2 separate regions of the Danio rerio genome follow, and region 1 is linked to region 2. Evidence: chromatin contacts called from public Micro-C data. All regions are on one chromosome and are shown on one strand. The core of a region is the stretch at or near the end of the contact, and the rest is flanking DNA. Distances in the headings are between cores, read along the strand shown.

The links. A called contact is a pair of places that touch in the nucleus more often than the background predicts.
Region 1: a contact with region 2 is called in a Micro-C map of caudal fin, with 19 times the contacts expected there. The contact joins two enhancer-like sites. A contact is called at or near these places in 3 of 18 Hi-C or Micro-C datasets (caudal fin, hematopoietic stem cells and an unstated tissue) and 1 of 4 datasets of contacts at active chromatin or transcription factors (caudal fin).

Annotation. Positions count from the first base shown.
Region 1 is chr5:31,858,684-31,862,613 of GRCz12tu, forward strand. It overlaps atp2a3 (ATPase sarcoplasmic/endoplasmic reticulum Ca2+ transporting 3), which reads left to right. Exons shown (of 21, transcript XM_692016.11): 9 at 954-1,042; 10 at 1,167-1,269; 11 at 3,639-3,770. Among named protein-coding and RNA genes, the nearest start is that of atp2a3, 77 kb to the left of the region's middle. Within about 2 kb of position 1,483, at least 3 of the 62 cell types and tissues checked have an H3K27ac peak or open chromatin away from gene starts, as enhancers often do. A contact at or near this core is called in caudal fin, where this site is marked.
Region 2 is chr5:31,717,588-31,721,311 of GRCz12tu, forward strand. The region is part of intron 52 of zzef1 (zinc finger, ZZ-type with EF hand domain 1); the gene reads left to right. Among named protein-coding and RNA genes, the nearest start is that of zzef1, 64 kb to the left of the region's middle. Within about 2 kb of position 1,309, at least 17 of the 62 cell types and tissues checked have an H3K27ac peak or open chromatin away from gene starts, as enhancers often do. A contact at or near this core is called in caudal fin, where this site is marked.

The DNA.
Region 1 (3,930 bases), core at 233-2,732, 140 kb after region 2:
TTAATAGCATCATTATTATCATAATTATTATTGTTGTTGTTATTATTATTATTATTATTAATAATAATAATATCATTATTATCATCATCATTATTATTATCATCATTATTATCATTAATAGCATCATTATTATCATAATTATTATTGTTGTTGTTATTATTATTATTATTATTAATAATAATAATAATATCATTATTATCATCATCATTATTATTATCATCATTATGATTATTATCATTACTATCATTATTATTATTATCATTATTATAATTATTGTCATATATATTATGATTATTATTATTATCATTATTATTATTATTATTATAATCATCACCATCCTCATTATTATTATTAATAATATTGTCATCAAAATCATCATCATTATTAGAATTATCTTTATTGTTATCATTGTTATCAATATATTATTAACACTAAACTTTTGTTTGAAGTAATGGCTGCTTAAAATTCAACTCCACCATCAAAGGATCAAAATATATTTTAAAAAAAATATATTAAAAGCATTTAATTTATTTAACAAATTACTATTTATTTTACATAAACATTTTTTAAAATATTACTCCCTACAAGCCATTGATCACTTTGAACACTTTGAACAAGTTTCAAAAATGAATTGACAAAACTTTCACCCAAACTATTTTATCGTTGTTTAAAATAAACAAACAAACAAACAAATGCATGTTTTGGTCCCAAAAAGGCTGGTGACTTTTCTGGTCAGTGGATCATCCTTATTCAACCTCAATTTATGTTCAAATAACACAAAATATTGAATCATCTTGATATTACGAGTGTAGTCTCCTTAAAATAATTTAGATATGAGATCCTTTTCGAATCATCATGAACAACGGGTTGAAAAAAGTCAAATACAGTAGATTGATTGTCCAAGAGAAGAGCGAATCCTGAAGTGCATCTCCTCTCTCTGGTGTCTCCTCTAGATGTTTGTGGTCAATAAAGCTGATGACAGCAGCTGCTCCCTGCACGAGTTCACCATCAGCGGCTCAACATACGCTCCAGAGGGAGAAGTGTAAGAGTACACAAACACACACATTCTCATCCTTCCCAAAATATCTGCTCAGTTCGACCCAAAATCCTGGATACTAACTTTGTATTTCCATCACTTGATCTTGCATTGACTGTGTCTCGCTCAGGCTGAAAGCTGACAAGCAGGTGCAGTGTGGAGATTATGATGGCCTGGTGGAACTGGCTACTATTTGCTCCCTGTGCAACGACTCCTCGCTGGACTATAATGAGGTCAGTAACGTGTGCTTGAATCTTCTCCTTACAATATTTACCTTTCTGGTTTCAACAATGTGCCTCATTCGGTATTTTCAAGTCCTGTTCTGCTCTTAGAAGTGTTCACTCTGCTGAACGACAGCTTATTAATTTGCTTGTTTTGTACCTCTGCCTTGCATTTCTCACCTCTGTGCCATTGCCATGGTATCGTGTTTACAGCGTTACGTAATATCATTTATACTCTGTGGTTGTCAGGTTGGGTAAAGGACAGCCGCAAGTTAAGACAAGCCGGAGATTTTTAAAACGTGTTTTTGTTGTTGAAGGAAGCTCTGATCTAATGTTGAAGAGTTTAAGGTCATCGCTAGAGTAATAATAAATGGCACTGGTTGTTGTAACTAGCGAGGTGTTTGAACACAGTTGTACTCTCAGTGTATTCCGGCCATGTTTTGATAAATATGATAAATGGTTCACTATCTGATCAAATGTCATGTTCCTCTACCACAGCAGACTCCTTCCTGGAATAATGCAAATATTTCTAAAGAGAGAGTCATGAAGTGAACTGTGAACTTTAGAGGCTTGAATAAACTGTGAGAGATAGATGGTTTTGGAAGTCATGAAAATTTAAAATAAACCACTAACAGGCTATAACAAAGCTTCATTTATGAACATTGTTTAACTACATTAATAAATATGAACTAACAATGAAAACAGTTCAAAATCATTTGTGAATCTAAATCTTTCTTTTTTTATAACACATTCTTTAAAAAATATTTGTTAATGGATTGAACTTAGCTAAAATGATCTAATCATAAACATAAGTTCATAAATATTTATTGAATAAATAGTGTAACTAATAAATTACAAGATTTCATTAAGTAGTTAGTTAATGCTTTCACTGTTTTTACAATATCTTTACCAAACGTTATCTACAGTAAATAGCTGTAAACCAATTCTATAGGAAATATCAGTTTGAATATTCATTGTGCATTCTAAAATATTTACTGGTAAAAAAAAAAAGTCGCCACAGTGGAATGAACCACTAGCTTACCCAGCACATGTTTTACACAGCCAATGCCCTTCCAGCTGCAACCCACCACTGGGAAACTTTCACACAAAACTTATTTACACACACACTACAGAAAATTGTGCCTTCCCAATTCACCTATACCACATGTCTTTGGACTGTGGGGGAAACCAGAGCACCCGGTGGAAACCCACAGGAATGCGGGGAGAACATGCAAATTACACACAGAAATGCCAACTGACCCAGCCGGGGCTCGAACCAGTGACCCTCTATCTGTGAGCCGATTGTGCTAGCCAACTGCGCCACTGTGCTGCCTTGATTATTACATCTAATTAAAATGTTCCACATGTTAAATCACTTTATGTTTTTGGTTTCGTTGGTGCATTACAAACTTTAATAAGTGAAATCTGTAAATTCTAAAGATTGGTACTTACAATTAAACTAAATTAAAATCTTTGAACTTTGAAATGATTTGCATTAACAAATAATGATCACTAAAATTTTGATGTCTTTTTTTTTCCAATTCAAATTTAATTTAGCACAAGTGACAATATAAACATGTTACATAAATTTGTATCTTGACCTATTTAACATTTTATTAATCATGTAGTCTGAAAACCAAATCAAATAATAATAAATGTTTATTATGAACCAAACAGGAAATTAAAATGACATTTGAAGGATCATGTGGAATTGAAACTTTAGTAATGATGTTGAAAATTCAGTTTATGCAGGAAAAATATTTATTTTATAAAATATATTAATAATAATTAAAAGAAATAATGGAAATTATTATTTTAGATGACTGTTTTTACATATGTATGTCTATTTTGTCAATTAAATAAAGCCTTAGTGAGCATTATCTGAGCATTAATGTACATGGATTTTCCTCATTTATTTTCATCAAACATATGCAATTTATTAACTGTTTACCTAACCATCAAAATCTTGATATGGATTTTTTTTCCTTTTTAAAATCCTCTTTCAATCTTCAAAACTACTTAAAATGACATGAAAATTGACGGTAACACTTTTGATGTTTAAAAATGTAACAATTTTGATGGTAAAAACCATCAATGACAATGACAATTAGTTGCAATGTAACTTAAATTCAACAAACAGACCATCAAAATAAAGTGTGACCAAATTGACTGACCCCTAATTTTAATGTTATACAGTTATACAGTATGAGGTTGCATTGCTTTTTACTTGCTTATTTGCTTTATTGCTTTCGTTTGACATTTAAAGTGCAAAGCAACTATCATTTCAAAAGTGGGTGCTTGACTCCAGGCTTGTGTTTAAAATGAATATACCAGTACTGTATATTTTGTTTACACACTTATGTTCTTATTCTGTACCACAGGCCAAAGGAGTGTATGAGAAAGTGGGAGAAGCCACGGAAACCGCACTCACCACGCTGGTGGAGAAGATGAACGTGTTTAAAACAGACCTATCTGGACTCAGTAAAGTGGACAGAGCTGCAGCTTGCAACTTGGTAAGAAAGAGCCACAGGGTGCAGGAGGATATGAGACCAACTGAAATAAAAGAGCACATTACTTCTGCTGAAAGTGATGAGAAATGATAGATATATATAGAGAGAGGTATAGTTGAGGCTTTAGACAAAGTGTTTTTTCTTTGTGTTTTTTTTAGTTATT
Region 2 (3,724 bases), core at 59-2,558:
TACTTCCAGCAGGATAACACGTCATGTCATAAAGTGTGAATCATCTCAGACTGGTTTCGGGAACATGACAATGAGTTCACTGTACTAAAATGGCCTCCACAGTCACCAGATCCTAAATCCAATAGAGCACCTTTGGGATGTGGGTGAAGGGTGATTCGCATTATGGATGTGCAGCCGACAAATCTACTGCAATTGCATGATGCTATCATGTAAATATGGACCAAAATCTCTGAGGGTTATTTTCAGTACCTTGTTGAACCTATGTTACGAGAAATTAAGGCAGTTCTGAAAGCAAAAGGGGGTCCAACTCTGGTACTAAGGTTTACCTAATAAAGTGGCCAGTGAGTGTATATACACGGTCAGTAAAAATCTACAGACATTTTTGACAATTTGATACATTTTGTTTCAAAAATAATACTAAATTTAAATCAGCAGAATTATGCTGAATGTTTTATAGAATAGCAAAACAAATTAACAATTAAAAAAAAATTGTTTCTTAACTTTTAAGATTTACAGAGCAGATCCAATTAGAACCACTTGTTTGGTAAACAAAGTGTCATAATACATCCACTAAAAGACTATCGTATTGTACAAATGTCCAAACAATTCATTTTATTCTCGTTTTTTTTATAATGGTGAAGTTTTACTACTTATAAATGATGTCTCACTTTGATTTATATAATGGAAAGAATTCATACATGTGAATGAGTGGCTTCATTAAGAGTGTGACAGAGAAAAACCGAGCACTAGATGGCAATAACACTCTTACTTGTATTCAGAATAAGCCAAAAAGGTTTTTCAAGAACACAGTATAGCCACACAAATTCTGAACATCCAGTAAATGATCTATATTTTAACCACTACTACCGTATAACGCCTGAGTGAATGACTCAGGAAAGATTTTATGACAATAACCTTTCATCACTGAGCCATAATCTCTTTTAGCAGCATGAGCGTCAAGTGGTTTGTGTGTGTGTTTGAATGGGGAATGTTTAAGTGAGCATTAGTCTGGAGGACTGACAAGCAAATGGCTGAAGTGAGTGTTTTGTGCGAGTGTTGAGTGAATTATTATGAAAAGCCTTAATCTCTCCCACAACCACTGCACTTCTCAGAATTGACTGTAAGATTTCCATTGTTGATTTTCAGCACTGCAACACTGGAAGATGAGATCAGAAAACTCAGCATGTGAATATTCAGCTGTTGCACAGTTTTGAGGCGGAAAGAAAAAAAAAACTGATAAGAAGTTCAGACTTGCTCTGTCTTCCTCTCTTGTTGTGTAGTAATACTCATTTCTGCGGGATGATAAAAGCCCCTCCTTCGCAGAGGAAGTGGTTTCGAATGTGCTGTGACATGACAAAAGCGGCAGCCGCTCCACAGTCTTCAGTGAGATGAGTTTTCAGATGTCTAGATGCCGTTTTCTTTGCTGTAGAATTGAAGTGTTGTGTGACGGGCTGCTGTAATACAATGCAACGGTACAACATTTAAAACTTTTACTAGGAAAGTTATTATAAATGTATTAAGCTGAATTTTTAGTCTTCAGTGTCATTTAATTCAGAAATATAGCTGATGTGGTGCCTAAATGGATGTTTTGATTTAAATTAGAAGTTTGCGGTTTACTGCAGACTATTGAAAGTTTTTATTTTATTTATTCAGGTGAACATTAATAAACACACACACACACACATCACACTCACTCACCGGCCACTTTATTAGGTACACCTTCCTAGTACTGGGTTGGATCCCCTTTTGCCTTCAGAACTGCCTCAATCCTTCGTAACAGATTTAACAAGGTACTGGAAATATTCCTCAAAGATTTTGGTCCATATTGACATGATAGCATCATTCAGTTGCTGCAGGTTTGTCGGCTGCACATCCATGATGTAAAAGTTGCGTTGCACCAAATCCCAAAGGTGCTCTATTGGATTGAGTTCAGGTGACTGTGGAGGCCATTTGAGTACAGTGAACTCATTGTCATGTTCAAGAAACCAGTCTGAGATGATTCGCGCTTTATGATATGGCACGTTATCCTGCCTGAAGTAGCCATCAAAAGATGGGTACATTGTGGTCATAAAGGGATGAACATGGTCAGCAACAATACTCAGGTTGGCTGTGGCGTTGACACAATGCTCAATTGATACTAATAGGCCCAAAGTGTGCCAAGAAAATATCCCCCACATCATTACACCACCACCAGCCTTTTCCAGCCATTCTCCTCTGACCTCTGGCATCAACAAGGCATTTGTGGCCACAGAACGGTCGCTCACTAGATATGTTCTCTTTTTTTTCAGACCATTCTCTGTAAACCCTTGAGATAGTTGTGCGTGAAAATCCTGAATTGCAGTTTCGGAAATACTCAGACCAGCTTGTGTGGCACCAACAACCATGCCATGTTCAAAGTGACTTAAATCACATTTCTTCCCCATTCTGATCCTCAGTTGGAACTGCAAATAATTAACCTTAAAAATAAATCTTGGTGACCCCCAGATTCTCTAACTTTTGTCTATAACATAATTTATTCATGCTTACCTTTTCAGTAGTATATTTTTAAACTGACAAAAACAACATTAAAATTTAAACATATAAATAGGAGGCAATGTCAAATTCAACTGGCAATGAATGATGATACCTGTATGCAAACTTCCCCTGAAGTTTTGAAGTTTATGCTGAGCTTGTTCATTTTACTATTTGTCATCAATATTGGCATTTCTAGTCCGGTTATTTGCCCGTCATCAAGAGGTAATGCACTCATTTTAACAGCATATGGCTAATTCTTGCCAGTCAGTGTATGAGTATGCATTAGCCTTGTCAACCTTGTTACAGTATGTATTGTTTATACATCAAGTTACATAACTGCTTTTTAATATATATTTTATTTACAGTTGAAGTCAGAATAATTGGCCCCCCATGAATTATTATCCTCCTGTTTATTTTTTCCCCAAATTTCTGTTTAGTGGAGAGTAGTTTTTTTTAACACATTTCTAAACATAAAAATTTTAATAACTCATTTCTATTAACTGATTTATTTTATCTTTGCTATGATGATGTTTTCAAGACACTTCTATGCAGCTTAAAGTGACATTTAAAGGCTTAACTAGGTTAATTAGGCTGGTCAGGGTAATCATTTACATTTAGTCATTTAGCAGCAAGTTATTGTATAACGATGGTTTGTTCTGTAGACTATCGAAAAAAAATAAAGCTTAAAGGAGCTAATAATTTTGACCTTAAGATGGCTTTTAAAAACTTAACTGCTTTTATTCTAGCTGAAATAAAACCAATCAGACTTTTTCCAGAAGAAAAAATATTATTAGACATACTGTGAAAATGTCCTTGCTCTGTTAAACATCATTTGGGAAATATTTAAAAAATAAAATAAAAATAAAAAAGGAGGGCTGATAATTCTGAATTCAACTGTATATATATATTGCATTGTACTGTTCTTAGATTCCACCATCAGAAATTCCCCAGAGATCACAAAACAGCCTCTGCATGACCCAGAAATTATTTACTTGGAGTCTCCAGACTTTGATCAATGTAAAATACCTGGAATGGTGCAAATCCTTCCACCGTAGGAAATGAGACAGCAGAGGCAGGGCTGATTTAGATGGTGTCTGCTTTGATTCAGAGCCTTGTCATCAACATTAAGGTGCTGTTCCAAAGCTCAGATTAACAGCTCATGTTGAGGAGCCAGTCTATGCTGAATAACACTGTAGTGTAACCCTGGTCT